2 separate regions of the Mus musculus genome follow, and region 1 is linked to region 2. A link is a contact called in public HiChIP or PLAC-seq data. All regions are on one chromosome and are shown on one strand. The core of a region is the stretch at or near the end of the contact, and the rest is flanking DNA. Distances in the headings are between cores, read along the strand shown. Region 1 has its middle 13 kb from the start of Gm34765. Region 2 holds the start of Asic1 (acid-sensing (proton-gated) ion channel 1).

The links. HiChIP or PLAC-seq counts read pairs in DNA pulled down with a chosen protein or histone mark.
Region 1: a contact with region 2 is called in an H3K4me3 HiChIP or PLAC-seq map of forebrain, with 2.9 times the contacts expected there. The contact joins the enhancer-like site here to the promoter of Asic1 in region 2. A contact is called at or near these places in 19 of 39 promoter capture datasets (the C10 cell line, the HPC-7 cell line, Sertoli cells and 13 more), 2 of 15 datasets of contacts at CTCF or cohesin (CD8 T cells and the NIH/3T3 cell line), 35 of 484 Hi-C or Micro-C datasets (2-cell embryo, 8-cell embryo, the C2C12 cell line and 26 more), 23 of 115 datasets of contacts at active chromatin or transcription factors (PVALB interneurons, bone marrow-derived dendritic cells, craniofacial prominence and 15 more) and 4 of 9 other capture datasets (adipose tissue, liver, macrophages and 1 more).

The regions. Positions count from the first base shown.
Region 1 is chr15:99,612,699-99,616,151 of GRCm38.p6, forward strand. No RefSeq gene overlaps it. Among named protein-coding and RNA genes, the nearest start is that of Gm34765, 13 kb to the left of the region's middle. Within about 2 kb of position 2,188, at least 67 of the 459 cell types and tissues checked have an H3K27ac peak or open chromatin away from gene starts, as enhancers often do. A contact at or near this core is called in the C2C12 cell line, the HL-1 cell line, the MC38 cell line and 10 more, where this site is marked.
Region 2 is chr15:99,668,695-99,672,143 of GRCm38.p6, forward strand. It overlaps Asic1 (acid-sensing (proton-gated) ion channel 1), which reads left to right and starts at 1,683. Exons shown (of 12, transcript NM_009597.2): 1 at 1,683-2,200; 2 at 3,090-3,449. The coding sequence starts at 3,106. Gm34880 (a long non-coding RNA gene) reads right to left here and starts at 1,162. Exons shown (of 4, transcript XR_875662.3): 1 at 714-1,162; 2 at 1-55.

The DNA.
Region 1 (3,453 bases), core at 938-3,437, 55 kb before region 2:
GGCTTCTGAAGCCTAGACCCCACCCCCAGTGACACGCCCCCTCCAGCAAGGCCACGCCTCCGAATCTTCCCAAACAGTTCCACCCACTGGGGACCAAGGGTTCCAACATACAACCTGACGTGGGCCATTCTGTTTTGAACCACCATATACCAGGACTGTTTTTTGGGGTTATTTTGGTTTTGGTTTTGGTTTTGGTTTTTTTTGTTTGTTTGTTTGGTTGGTTGGTTGGTTTTTTTTGTTTTTTTTCAAGACAGGGTTTCTCTGTGTAGCCCTGGCTATCCTGGAACTCACTCTGTAGACCAGGCTGGCTTCAAACTCAGAAATCCACCTGCCTCTGCCTCCCGAGTGCTGAGATTAAAGGTGTGTGCCACCAACGCCCGGCCACTGGGACTGTTTTAACATGTCTTTGATCATAGCAAGGTGGTAGGTTACCAATGAACAGAACAGGTTACACTTTCAACCAAAATAATGTGAAATGTAGGAATATATGAGCCAACCAGAAAAACAAAACAAAACAAAGGGTACATTGTAAAATTCCGTGGATTATAAGATGCCCTGAGTATCCTAGGTGTTAGTCAGGTGTTTTTAAAGCACATCTCACAATCAATAACATGATTGTTTCTCCTTCAAATCTTAGGTCTTTAAACAGGGGCTTAAATCAGGAGAGCCTCAAGTCTCCCTTCCTCTCAGAGCAATGGCCATCAGCTCCCTACCCTTTCCCACTCCCCGTCTCTTACAATGCCAGCTTTTAGGTTATCCAGACTATGCCTTGGGATCACCAAGGCCAGACAAAACACAAGCCATGCCAAGTTGGAGCCGTATCCTTTTTTTTTTTCATAGCAGAATATTTCCACTTTATTGTCTGTAAACTTTTCTCTGGTGAGCACAAAGCCGGAACACCCAAAGAGAAAGAGGGAGCACCGTAAACAGACAAGAAGAAGGGGGAGCACCCTCCACATTTGGAACTCCAAGCAGACAGCCAGACCATTGCCACTGTGGTGGACAGAGTGTGACACTGGGGTGGAATAGCCCAGGGGACAGCAAAAGAAGGGAATCCTCCACTGCGGGAGAAGCCCAAGCCATGCGGAGAACCAGGGAAGCTCCAGTCTCCTCCCCATCCTCCTTTCCACGCATGGCCCACAGCAGCAGAGCTGTAGACCTACTCAGGGTTGGGTTGGAGCAAGTTCGGCCAGCCACACTGCTGACTCCTGTCTTGCCCTGCAGGCGGCTGTGCGGAGGAGAGGGAAGGGAGATCTTGCTTTCTAAGTCTGGGAAGAAGCCTGAGGACAGGGGAGCAAGGTTTGAGGGAGGTGGGAAAGTAGTCCCAGCCCTTCTCCCATTTTTACGACGGTGGGCACTGGGGAGGGGGCTGCAGTGCCATCTCCTGGGCCCTCAGCACCTCACCCAAGGCTATGCTGCTCTTCTGTGGCTGGTGAGCTGTCGGGTGCTCCTTCTCAAGACATCCAGTGCATTCTCATCAACATGGCTGCTCCTTGTCTAAAGTGTCAAGAGGGTGGAAGACCCTTCCACACTCAGCGCCTATGGTTTAGGTGCATGCCCAGGCCTTCTCGAATACCTGATGTGGGCTTATGCACTCGAGCCACTCTGTCCCTGTCACACGTCTGTCAAGTCTCCATCAAGTCAGTGCTGGAGCACGCTGGACCTCTCTGGAGCCAGCGTGATGCCTGAAGCATAGCAGATGATGTCCGGCTGGCCCTTGCCAGCTCCACCGCCTTGGTTGTCCCTGCCCAGCTTTCGTCACACGTCTGTGCAACCTCCCTCGTCTTCTCTTTTCACCCTTTGGCATCGTGCTGGGGCCTCCTCCTGCCTCCTTCACCCTTGGAGAAGCGTTGCTAGTCTTTACCTTCACGTATCTGTTTGTACCTTTGTCAGAGTCTGAGTTTTCCCAGGAACTGGGGAGTGGAGCCGGTAAGGGGACAGCAACTGCTGTGGGCTAGAGAACTTGGGCATCTAAATCTACTTCATGGCACGGCTCAGCTCTGGCACTCCCAGGACCGCAATTCTGAGACAATAATAGCCTAGCTCTCTAACACCATTATCCAGCCACTTCCCACCCCACCAGGTTATCTTTCCTGGAGCCTCCGAGCAGCCTCGTGAGAAGATGCACAGATTAGTCATTTCCTCTAACCCAGTTAAGACGGCTCCCTTAAGCCGCCGGCCGCGGGAGGTTCCCCGTTAAAGCAAAGCAGCTGGAAAGGGCTTAGCCCTTTAATGCCAGCAGCTGTATCTCCAATGTGGCTGCTCTGCTGAGGGGCTGGATGCTATCCAGAAGCATCCTCCCGTTTAGCCCTCGTCAGTGCACATTAGCCCAGGAGGGGAGAGCAGCCAGCTCCCTGGGAGGAAAGGCGGTACTTTATTCAAGCACCCCCCCCCCACACACACACACCCCTACGCCTCACTTTCCAAAGAAAAATCCCAGCCCCTTTGTATCTCTCTAGCTACTGCATTCTGAGCGTATCATCGCACAGGCAGAATGTCCTCTGTAGTAGGAACAACTCACCTAAGGACAAGGTCACTTGTTAGTTTTGACAACAGAAAGACTTTGGACCATTAACCACATGGACTCCATGGGCTGGAAGTTCATTTTCCCCCTCTCGGAAGTCTAACAAATTCTTCTGATCCCAGGCATGCAGACACGTGGACACAACTCCGTGGAGAGCACTGGGCCCCGGGGTTGACGAGGGGGAAGGCTGAAGAGCCTCAGAAAGGCCTGGCACAGCTCAGGCTGCTGGAGAGATCACTCCAAGACTTCTTACTCAGAGCCAGATGGTAAACATGAGTCGGAGTGAGAGCTAATGCCACTCAGAGGGAAAGCCAGGGAGCTAATCCCTTGACATGTTCCTCAAAGCTGGCTGATAGTTCGGCTCAGGCTTGTCTGTCTTTGGCTTGGAGCTTCATGGCACAGAGGCTCCGCACGGGTGGCCTCACAGAAAGAGGACAACCTCGCACGCGCATACCTGTTCTCCTCCTTCCACACAGAAAACTTCCCAGGACCACCGAGTCCTCCACACTGTTGAGCAACGTCCCACCCAGCAGGAAGTCTGCCCCAGTCCCCTGCCTGCAGTGTGCCTGTCCCCCCAACTCTTTCTGCTCTAGAATGCAAACTGTATTTACACAGAGATCTCAGTGGAGTCACTTACAAAGCTGGGCATGGTGGCATCCCTTTGACAGGGAGATCTAGCCCCAACTAAGTTCTAAGTTTATTTTGTTGAGCGGTGGTGGTGCACACCTTTAGTCCCAGCACTTGGAAGGCAGAGGCAGGTGGATTTCTGAGTTCAAGGCCAGCCTGGTCTATACAGTGAGTTCCAGGACAGCCAGGGCTACACAGAGAAGCCCTGTCTCAAAAAAAAAACAAAACAAAAAATAAAGATTTATTTTATGTATATGAGTACACTGTAGCTGTACAGATGGTTGTGAGCCTTCATGTGGTTG
Region 2 (3,449 bases), core at 433-2,932:
TGGAGCCTGGATACCTGATTCATGCCTTTTATCTTTCCCCGGACTACTCCTGCGGCTGTTCATTGGCCTCAATCAGTCCTCGCCTGCCGCCACCTCACCTCATCACCTTCCTTCCCTCCACCCACGCTGCTCCCTGCTCCCTCGGTAACATCCCAGGTGATTGAAGCAATTTGCAGCCATTAGAAGAGGCTCCACGTGTCGCTCAGCTTGTGGGGTTTGCAAAGATGTTACAGATGTTCCAAGATGGTCCTCCCCTCCCCCGAGGACATTGGAGAGCCTGGAACCAGACTAGACCCAGGGCTAGAATCATCACTTAAACCCCGTTTGCGACCCTCCTAGAGTAATTCCTAGTTTCACAGGCCGCCTCCCCCATTGCCCTTTAAGTGGAGTTTAAGTATCCGAGAGAGTGCTGTCACCTGGTGGCTGCCCAGGGGCATGGCAGCCCACCAGCAGCGCTTGTGCCGTTGGACAGCTCCCCAGCCGGAAGGCGAGATACTATCTTTATTTTGGCAGCTTGGCGCTCTGGGTCCTGCTGAATGGACCTCAATCTCTCACCAGACCTAAACCCCTATCCCTGGAGAGACATCTTCACTGGTTTCTAGGGTACCTCTTACTCCCAACCCCTCACAAATTCTCATCAGCTTCTTCCCTCTATGTCAGGTTCATTCCTCAAACTCAAACCCAGAACCATGTCCCTGAGACCTGCTTCTCACCTTCCTTCTCTCAGAGCTTCACCAGCCTGTAAGTGGAGCAAAGGAGCTGCAATGGATATAATTCTGATCTTGCATCACACACACACACACACACACACACACACACACACACACCACACCATCATCTGACACCATCAGACCTCAACAGCCTCTGTGTTAAGAGCTCCTAATGAGCATCAGCAAATTAACAACTTCCCCTTGATTGCTCCTTCTCTGCTAATTGGATAGGGAGGGCCCCCCCCCCAAGGCCTCGGAGAAAGAAAGAGGGAGGGAAGGAGAGAGGTGACAGCTACAGGAGCAGCCTCCAGGTTTCAGGACTCAGATTTCTGGTCCATCCCAGAACACACTCCTCCTTGCAGCCTTCATTTTGTATCTTTTTCTTTTTCCCTACTTCTGCCCCATCTGCCCTCACTTCTGGCCATGTCTCTTTTCTTCTCTCTGTTCCTCTCTGCTTTATAGATCTGCCAATGAGGCACTTGCACACGGGCTGCTTAAGAAATCCACTGATATACAAATGGGGTCTGGGTGGCCAAGGGTATTTATATATGTGCATGTGTGTGGGTCACATGAAGGTGGGAAGCAGGAATAAGAGCAGGTGAGTGAATGTGTACAAACAGGTAAGTGCTCGTGTGAGGGTCAGGCTTCAGGGATGTGTAGGTGTATGTGATGTGTGGATGGCTGAGTGGCAAGGTAAGACTCCGGTCTGAATGTGCCTGTATCTCCACACAGGCAAATGCTTGAATCAGTCAAGTGTGACTGTGACTCGGAGTGTGTGTGTGTGTGTGTGTGTGTGTGTGTACACGTGTGCATGTGCCATCAGAGGAAGCAGCAGCAGCAAGAAGCAGGAGCTTCGATCCGAAGGAGACAACGTGGGGAGGGGGACGCTGGGGGCAGACACCCTCCTTCCTGCGCGCACACGTGCGCGTGCACACACACACACCCCATAGTCACACACGCACACACACGCGCACACACACACAAGCCACAGGGCCTCGCAAGCAGAGAGCGGAGCCGGCTCCGGGATCCGAACGAGGCAGCTCTGCTGAGAGCGGCGGGAGGAGGCGAGCCAGCGGGGGGAGCCCTCGGTTCCGCTCCCGGGCCGGGGGCCCCCCGCGCACACCGGCCCAGAGACACCCTCGCAGACACTCGTAGGCGCGCACGCGCACCCTTTCCCCTCCTCCTCCCCTCCCGCCGCCTCCCGGCCGGACGATGGATCCCTGCAGATCCCGGGGCTGAGAGCACCGCGCAGCGCCAGCGCGCCGAGCCCCGGGCGGACCAAGCCGAGCGAGCAAGCGCGCGCGGGCGGCGGACCGAGCTGAGCCGAGCTGGCCGAGCGGGCCGCTCCCTGCAGGGCTCTACGCGGGTGCCGCGGCAGCCGGCGGCTCGGGCTCCGGGCCATGAGCCCCTCCGCCGCGCGGCGCTGAGCCCACGGACCGCCTCGCGCCCCAGGACCTGCAGCGGCGGCCGGCTTTCCCCAGCCCCCTCAGGTGGGTTTCCGACCCCGCTGCCTTGGGCCCCGGGCTTCCTGGTGCCCCAAAGCCGAGACTCTCCTCCACTGTAGCTTTCTCCAGCTTCTGGGGAGGCTCGGCGGATGGGGAGGGGGCGGGGGGCCGAGCCGGGAATATGACTGCGACGAGAAGCTGGACTGGAGGGGGTGCGTTCGGGGCGGGGATAACTGGCTGTCATAGGGAACCGCGCCCCCCCCCCCCATTCCTACATCCACCTCAGGCAGCCTACCATCCTCTCCCAAACACACACACACACACACACACACACACACACACACACATACACACACAGCCTGCGCCTATGCCTGTGCTTGTTTGAGAACTGGAGACACAGAAGGTGAGGATACAGGCAGGGCCCCTCCCCAGATGTGCCCACCTCCGGAGAGGTGGCCCTGGTTTAGCTCCTGAGGTGACAGCCTGTTCCTGGGGATACCCTTGATCAAGAGAAGAGCCCCTGACCCCTGGTTCAGCCCATTATGGGGAGTTTGATCTTGGCTGGGGTAGATATTCCTGTCCCAGAGTGACCTCACATCTGGAGGGAACTCCCATGCCTGCCTGTGGGTGCATCAGGGACTTCCCTCCTTCACTCTAGTGGCTGTATCTGGGGTCCCCCATAGTCTGGGAAGCTTGCAGACCATTCTCTCGACCCGAGCTGACCCCCCCCTCCAAGCCTCTATGTTTTAATGACTGTCATCTTGGATGGTCCCTCGTTCAAGCCACCTTTGGAGCCTGCATGTCAGGGAAGTCTTCCCTTGGACAAGCAGTGACCTCCGGTTAAGGATTTTGAATGGACATAATTGGAGGGGCCCTATATGCGCCTTCATCTCAGGACAATGACAGAGTCTTGTCTCCTCTTTCCTCCCTCTAGGATCCCCTTGGCAAGCATGGAACTGAAGACCGAGGAGGAGGAGGTGGGTGGTGTCCAGCCGGTGAGCATCCAGGCTTTTGCCAGCAGCTCCACGCTGCACGGTCTTGCCCACATCTTCTCCTATGAGCGGCTGTCTCTGAAGCGGGCACTGTGGGCCCTGTGTTTCCTGGGTTCGCTGGCCGTCCTGCTGTGTGTGTGCACTGAGCGTGTGCAGTACTACTTCTGCTACCACCACGTCACCAAGCTCGACGAGGTGGCTGCCTCCCAGCTCACCTTCCCTGCCGTCACTCTCTGCAACCTCAATGAGTTTCGCTTTAGCCAAGTCTCCAAGAATGACCTGTACCATGCTGGGGAACTGCT